Regions from separate parts of the Sus scrofa genome. Here region 1 is linked to region 2. The links are chromatin contacts, called in public promoter capture Hi-C maps. All regions are on one chromosome and are shown on one strand. Each heading gives the region's core, a stretch centred on a gene start, on an enhancer-like site or on the middle of the called end of the contact. The rest is flanking DNA. Distances are from core to core; before and after follow the strand shown.

Region 1 (4,180 bases), core at 691-3,190, 40 kb after region 2:
ATTCCTTAATTTCAGATATCTAGTTTTCTGTTATTAACAGTAATCTTTTGTTTATACTAGGTAGGTAGATAGTTCCTACTACTTGCTCTTTGTTGCAAAACTCCTCTATGTCCTAGCTCCTCCCAGCCTCCTCAGAGCAATTTTCTCAGGGTTACTTGAGATGCTGCCTCCAGGGCTTTGGAGTTCTGTCCACCGAATAAAATATAACAATCAACTTTTAGGATGTGCAGATATTTATTTAGTCCTCAATACATAGTTTTAATATAACTTACTATTGGCGAAGTTAACCTTGATTATTTGGGAAAGATGGTATCTGTCAGTTTTCTTCACTGTAACATTACTATTTTCCCCTTTCCATATCCTATTCCTTAAAAGCAAACTCCTAAGCCAAATTCACAATCAAAGGAGGAAAATTAGGGAGTTCCTATTGTGGCTCAGTGGTTAAGGAACCCAACTGGTATTCATGAGGATGTGGGTTCAATCCCTTGCCTTGCTTGTTGGGTTAAAGATCCATCGTTGCTGTGAGCTGTGGTATAGGCTGCAGACACGCCTTGGATCCTGCATTGCTGTGGCTGTGATGTAGGCCGGCAGCTGCAGCTCTTGATTCAACCCCTAGCCTGGGAACTTACATATGCCAAGGGTGTGGCCCCAAAAAGACAAAAAAAAAAAAAAAAAAAGGAGGAGAATTAAGCTCTATCTCCTTGTAAATTTTCACTGCTACTGGTTACACTTCAAGGTACTTTTTTCATCAATGCATTTCTTTTGAGTGAGTGATTTTTCTCTTTTTGGTGAACTGGAAATACAACACAACAAACTGATAGCAAAGAAAATTTTAATTTTAACAAATGTAACAATAATATTCAAAATATGTTAAAATACCTTGGCTGAGTTAAACTATACTGTTAACTGAGAAAAGTGGATCTATGTAATCTTTGTAGGATACATACAAGAATTCAAAGATGCTCAAGAGTGTAATGGGATTTCTGTTAAAATTAGAATTAAATTTCTAATAGACAATTTGTGAAAGATATGTGAAACGGCAGTATGTTGCAGTGCTACACAAAGGGGATGAAGGGAAAATATTCCCAGAGTCAGACTTCTTCAGTTTGCCTCCACCGCTACTTACCAGCTGGGTGTCCATAGTTTAACCTCTTTGCTTCTGTTTCCTTATCTGCAAAACGGAAAAAATAACAGAATCTACCTCACAATGTTGTTATGAGGATTAAATGAAATACTATAAAACGGTTTGGACAGTGTCTGGCCCGAAGTGCTCAATGCTTCCTATTTTTTGAAAATAAATTTGTGCAATATTCATCTTATCAGTTCTCTGCTAAAAACCCGTCACCATGTCCCTTTCATTGATCAGAGGAAGTTATCCCACTCTTAATCAAAATATTTTCTTTATACATTGCCTCTTGTTTTGGCTGCCGATATCTCCCCTACCACACCACAAGCGCCCAGATACTCGAACACCACCAGTTCCATAAAAAGCATTCAAAACTCACTTATCTAACTTTTTTCAGCAGGTACAAAGGTCCTTGAAATAGGAAAAAACTAGGAAGGATTGCAAATCACTAAGTGAAGTTTAAACATATGAGCACCTGAAGAAGATCTACAAAAAAAATTGTCTGCAGAGTGGCCAGCCAGGCGAATCCACCACCCAGCGAAGCTTTTTAGTAAAATTGTTTTTCACTGACGTCACTGGATCTCTGACCTCTAACGCACTAGAGGCGGGATTAAAGAGACAGCTGGACTTCTTCCTTGCCCTCTCTCCTCCTCCGGACCCGCTGGCGGCTCAGTGGCCAGCCCGCCTCCGGTCGATTTGGCATTTCCATTGGCCAGTTTTCCAGAGGAGGCGGGCCTTGGGGGTGACCACGCCTCCTGGGCGGGGTCTCTCCGCCGTAGGGGTTGGGGACGGTGGGGGTTGCTGCAGCCGCCATCTTGGATTCCGCGGTAGCGGTGGCGGCATTACGGCGCCGCGTCTGGGGAGTGGCTCTCCCCTCCCCCTCCCCCCGGTTCGGTGGCGGCGGCTCCTCCCACTGGGGGGGTGGTACAGCGGCGGTGGCATCTGCGGCCATGGCGGCGACTACTGCTAACCCCGGTGAGGAGACGGAGGACTGGTGTGCCTCTAAAGAAGGAGGGGCTGAAGGGGTTGGCAGCTGGGGAGACCCAGGGCTGAGGGGCCGTAGTTGGGGTGAGAGCGCTGGGACGCGCGTAGGCGGTTAGGGGACAGTGGGGGAAGGGAGTGACCTGGGGGAGGGGCCCGACCCTGGGGCACTGGGGAGACCCGAAGTGGAGGGAGGGAGCAGGCGGGTGAGAGTTGGGGAATCCTTGCCCCGAGTTCTGTTGGAGCGGCTCTTGGCGCGGGGCTGGCCCGCCTCCACTCTTGTGGCGGCGTTCTGCTGTGTGGTGTGGTCCTCTTTCAACCCTCTGCCCACTGTGGACCTGCTTGATGCCGAGTAACTGTGGGCAGAGTGGCTCTTTTTACTTTAAAAGTGGTTTGGACTCTTAAGCACTGGACCACGTTGTTGTTTAGCTGAGGTGTGCTTCCAAACGTTTAGGTTATAAAGCCTTGAATTATACTCAATTTCTCTTGAAAAATAAAAAAGCTGTGCCCCTACCCCTCGCCCCGGGGGCTGTCCTTTGAAACTTACATTTGTGTATTAAAGATGCCTCTAGTGTCTGAAGGCGGAGGTTTGTGTAATGCTTGAGTTTCAGGATGAATCTTGCCAACAGCAAGCATCCAGGACCCAAGTTTAATTTGTTAGATGTGGGTCGAAGCAGTTCCCATTCTTTAAGAAAAGTTCAATTTATGCTATATCTCAATGAATATCTCTTCTAAAAGGAGAGCTTGAACATTTCGAAAAAATCTAGTCAGTCATGTCTAAGAGATGGAGTGGCGTGTAGTGCAGCATGTCTAGACAGATCAGGTCTTCACATTCCTAGTCCCAGTCCTCTTTCCACTATGTTACAGTTATTTCTCCCTGGGAAGTATTTCATTTTAGGGATCCCAGTTTACCTTGCTGACCTTGGCCATTTTCCAGAAATCCCTGTCTTTAATAGCCTTAAAAAAGAAGCCAGAGGTGGGGATGAATAATTTGGAAGTACCTTAGTGGGAGGGATTCACTGCCATTCCCTTGTTGAAATTTAAATTTTTTTCCGTGTCTCTGAAAGGGAGTATTATTTTGCAATACCAGGTTTTGCTATTACAGTTGAATCACTGTGAAATTTACTGTCTTTCCTACCATGTTTCTGGGAACAGAAGCTATTTAAAAGGAAGTTAACATTTGTCCACATGGTCAATATCATATTTTTAAATCTTGTTAATTTTTTAGAGGAAAAGGAGATAAAATTAATGGCTAAAATTCCATTGCAGAAAGTGCTGAGTGATGGAATAAAATTGAAAAGATGCGATGATTATGGCAAACCTGACCTTGGAGTAAAATAACCTGTTAACTAGGGAGTAAATAAACAAGATTTTAAACTGATAACACATTGCAAAATACTTACATAACCCTAGTCAAGTCGCAAAGCATTTCTCCTGTTAAGAGGTGGCCTGGGTAAACAAGTTTAGTGCATATGTCAGAAGTTTTTTTTCTAGCAGTGTGGGTGGGGTTGCTTTATTTTGTTTTGTTTTTTAAACAACAGTTACCAGAATGACAATTTCTTGACCACATTTTTATTAGCTGATCGATATCAACTTAAATCTGTAAGCAAAAAATAGCATTTATTTGTATAGAATCTTTGCTAATGATGAAACAGTTACTTTGTTTATTGCCCTTTGGCAGCCTGCTTTCTGCAACTTTTAGATTTCTTTTTTGATGTTGGAGAATTCTCCTATCTCTTCCAAGTTATTGATTCCAAGTTCAACACATGATAATTAAGTTAGAAAGTGCATTTACTTCCTTCATTTCTCCTTATGCCCCTTTGTATCACATGAAAGAGATCATGGGTGGACTTTTGGTAGCCTGTTGCATTTTGGGAAATGAGGACCAAGAATGTAGGGACACAGGGTGGAAATGTACTGTGCTCAGTGAAGAGAAAATAAATGATTTTCAGGTCAGAATTCTTCGTTGCGTGGTCAAACCTTTCTTCTTTTTCAGCTGCACCGGGGGCACTCGGAAGTTCCCAGGCCAGGGATCTAATCCGAGCTGCAGCTTAGACCTATACCACAGCTGCA
Region 2 (4,018 bases), core at 1,482-3,981:
AGTTTAGAATAAAAGTCCTTCACCAAAGACTCACAATTAGTCACTGCCCTAATATTGGAACACATGTAGAAAAGGTCAGAGCCAGCAGAAACAGGTGTAAGAGCCACTAGAATATATATATGTATATATTATTATTATTTTTGGGCTGTGCCCAAGGCATGTGGAAGTTCCTGGGCCAGGGATTGAGTTCGTGCCACAGCAGCGACCCCAGCCACAGCAGTGACAATGCTGGAATCTTATTCTACTGCACCACAAGGGAACGGCTAAATATATTTAACTATATACTGACCTCAATTTAAACTGGCCATATTCCAAAGAGTCTCAGTTTCTTTTCTTTCTTTTTTGTCTTTTGTCTTTTTAGGGCCGCACCTGCGGCACATGGAGGTTCCCAGGCTGGGGTCTAATTTGAGCTACAGCTGCCAGCCTACACCACAGACACAGCAACACCAGATCTGAGCTGCATTTGCAACCTACACCACAGCTCACGGCAGCGCCGGATCTTTAACCCACTGAGCAAAGCCAAGGATCAAACTCGCAACCTCATGGTTCCTAGATGGATACATTTCTGCTGCGCCACGACAGGAACTCCTCTTTTTTTTATTTTTTATTTTAGGGCCGCACCCGAGGCATACTGAAATTCCTAGGCTAGGGGTCTAATTGGAGCTGCAGCTGCTGGCCTACATCACAGCCAAAGCAATGCCGGATCTGAGCTGTGTCTGTGACCTACACAACAGCTCACGGCAATGCCAGATCCTTAACCCACTGAGCTGGGCCAGGGATTGAACCCACATCCTCATGGATACTAGTCAGATAGCTGAGCCACAACAGGAACTCCATGTCTCATTTCTGAACATAAAATGCTTTCCCCACAGAAAAATGTTTAAATAGTGGTTTTCAGGGAAGTTTTTCAAAAATCCAAAATACGCCCAAAGCATGGTCCTTTCAACCTTACTTCATCATTTACCTTCTTGTTGTTTAAATATGTGTTTTAAGTGACAATTAGAGCACCAGAAATAAAATTTTCTGGGGATTTAGGAGTAGAAACAGGGCTCTAGGAACTTATTAATACTTCACAGTTACATGAAACAGCAGGTCTTTACCAAGTGCACTCCTAGATGATCCTACTACAAAATCAAAACAATTAATTGTTCTGATGTAGAGTGAAGGATAAAGAAGGGAAATGGACTTAAGACTTGGACTTCTAAAAAAAAAAAAAAAAAGACTTGGACTCCTCTATTGCTAATCATATATTAGCCTCTGATAGATAAACATTATATGGGTGGTATGAGGTCAGATTTTGGCCCCTAACCTTTGGGGAAGGGTAAGGTTTTACACATCTGTACCTTCTGAAGTATAAAGTGCACAATGTCATCAATAATTATGGACAGATTTCCTTCTATTTCTCAAAAGGTCCTTACTTGGATGCATCATCAAAGAGCTGGTCAACATGGGCCACCTCGGATTCCTTCTGTATTACCCAAGTCTCCAACTCTGCTAGTTGCTTCTTGCGCTGCTGTACACAGTCCATCTTTTCCAATTCTTCATCAATGAACTGTCGAAGTTCTTCCATAGAGATACCCAGTTCCTCAACGACTGCCTGTTGCAGCTCTGCAATTTCTTCAGACTCCATTGCAGCTGCTGCTGCATCCAAACCAATGCACCCAGGGAGGGAGGACATACTGTTGTCCTCTATATAGAGAGCAGGAAACTAAAATTACTATAACGACAATACAGAATTTCAGTGACCTAACAAAACTCATTTCTACTCTGCTATTTGTTACTCAAATATATATAGGTAGGTTTGATTCCATGTTCTTTCTCCCCATTCTCCAGTGTCTGAAGCTGAGATTTTGCAGTTCTCACCTCTTGCAGGCTAGACTACAGACCTGAATAAAACGAAAAAGTTTGAGAGGGCGTGGAGAACACATATTACGCAACAGGGAGCTATCTAAAATGTTTTAGGAAACTGAAGAGAATCAACATATCGAAGAGATTTCTGTGACCTGTGTTCTTTAATTAACTAATTTGATATATCCCTGTTTGCACACCATGACTAACCTGAGTAAATATCCCCACCTGGAGCAGAGGATTTGGTCTGTAACTCAATAATTTCTTTTTAATTACTTTTCCCCCTACATTACTTTGCTTTCACATGGCAATTTACATTTTTAAAAAGTCTGTAATACTTAAGCAGACAAAAGCTTGCAGCAAAGAGGTTTCCCCAAAGTGAAAAGAAATAAAACAATTTGGGAATAAAAAATGTGGCTGCCTCAAATCGTCAATTCAAACGCCCCCACACTTTGGTGTTAACTGCTTTCCTGATCAAACGGTTCAAACAAAACTGACGCCAGAATGCCGCGCGACCCCAGTGCCAATTTTCACCGTCTCCATTTTTCTTTTGCCCACACGCCGCCCCACCCCCGTGTTACTCATTTTAGGGGTGCGTCCCACCCACCCGCGAACCCAGCTCAACCCCGCCCCCGATAGTCTCTCAGGGAAGACTTCCTACCCATCCTCACCCGACCTCCCACCACAAACAAACCATTCGAGATAAGCCCTTGGTCTCCAAATACCTCAATTAACAGTGTTTCCCACACCTCCCTGCTTCCAGCTACGATGGCTCTTTCTCACCGACCAGACCCCACGATTCAGGGGTCGGCCTCGGTAGGAAAGAACGAAACCGAAGGGAAAAGGGAGCAGGGGGAGGGGAAGAAGCGTGAGGGAGGGAAGGGGAAGAAAAAAAAAAAAAAAAAAAAAAAGACGCCGGAAGCAAACCTGAGGCGCTGTTCCGGTCGCCACGACGGTAGCCTGACGGGGTCAAATTCAAAGAGGCAGGGCGCCCCTAAAAGGGTGAGAAACGCCGCCTAATACGCATGCGTCAAAGCGGAGCCTCCCGGAGCACACGTGAGAAGAGTCTGGCTAAAGTAGGCGTGGCCTGGGGTGCATTGCAGAAGCTCCGCCTCTTCCACCACTCCAAGTGGTGGCAGTATTGCCAAGAGCCAAAAAGGATGAAAAGTTGTCTTTTTGGCAGTTGCACAATATTTCATAATATGACATAATAACCCATATTTTGAAATCTAGTTTTCAGTTTTTAGCCACTACAAATCACTCAGCAATAAACATTAAAATGGAGTTCCCCCTGAGGCTCAATGTGTTAAGAATCCTGGGTTAGGAATCCAGCTGGGGCAGCTGGGGTCGCTGTGGAGCTACTTAGAAACCCAGGCGGATGAGTTGCCCTGCCATAATGAGAGAACGCTAGAGGGTCTCGCGCTGGCAATTAAAGTGACTCTGGGCACTTTAATTTACAACTCATTGGTTGGAAATGAGTCATAAGGCCCTACCCAAACACAGAGGGGCCAGGAAGAACATTCACTCCAGGGAGGGAGAACCAGATGTATTTGATGAATCAGCACTGTTGACTACCACGGAATCTCGTCATTGCTTTAATCTGCCCAGCTATCTTTACACTAACTGCACCTAACTTCATTAAAAAAATATATAAACCTGGGGAGTTCCCGTAGTGGCTCAGTGGTTAACGAATCCAACTAAGAACCATGAAACTTCGGGTTTGATCCCTGGCCCCACTCAGTGGGTTAAGGATCCCACATTGTGGTGAGCTGTGGTGTAGGTCTCAGACGCAGCTTGGATCTAGCATTGCTGTGGCTCTGGTGTAGGACAGCAGCTACAGCCCTGATTAGACCCCTAGCCTGGGGACATCCATATGTTGCCGGTGTGGCCCTGGAAAAGACAAAAAGACAAATAAAATAAAATAAAATAAAAAAATCAGTGTTGGAGTTCCCGACATGGCTCAGCAGTAATGAACCCGACTAGTATCCATGAGGAAGTGGGTTTGATCCCTGGCCTCGCTCAGTGGGTTAGGTATCTGGCTTTGTGAGTTGTGGTGCAGGTCACAAATGTGGCTCAGATCTGGCGCTGCTGTGGCTGTGGTGGAAGCTGGCAGCTGTAGCTCCAGTTGAACCCCTAGCCGGGGAACTTCTCTATGCCATGGGTGCAGCCC

What was found. Promoter capture Hi-C pulls out the DNA fragments that hold promoters and counts their contacts.
Region 1: a promoter capture Hi-C map of liver shows a contact between it and region 2, with 4 times the contacts expected there. The contact joins the promoter of ARNT here to the promoter of SETDB1 in region 2. A contact is called at or near these places in 1 of 5 promoter capture datasets (liver), 13 of 47 Hi-C or Micro-C datasets (alveolar macrophages, blood, embryonic fibroblasts and 8 more) and 2 of 2 datasets of contacts at active chromatin or transcription factors (alveolar macrophages and skeletal muscle).

The regions. Positions count from the first base shown.
Region 1 is chr4:98,331,519-98,335,698 of Sscrofa11.1, forward strand. ARNT (aryl hydrocarbon receptor nuclear translocator) reads left to right here and starts at 1,941. Exons shown (of 22, transcript NM_001315687.1): 1 at 1,941-2,101. The coding sequence starts at 2,077.
Region 2 is chr4:98,290,339-98,294,356 of Sscrofa11.1, forward strand. SETDB1 (histone-lysine N-methyltransferase SETDB1) reads right to left here and starts at 2,732. Exons shown (of 22, transcript XM_005663488.3): 1 at 2,574-2,732; 2 at 1,419-1,689; 3 at 1-48. The coding sequence starts at 1,678.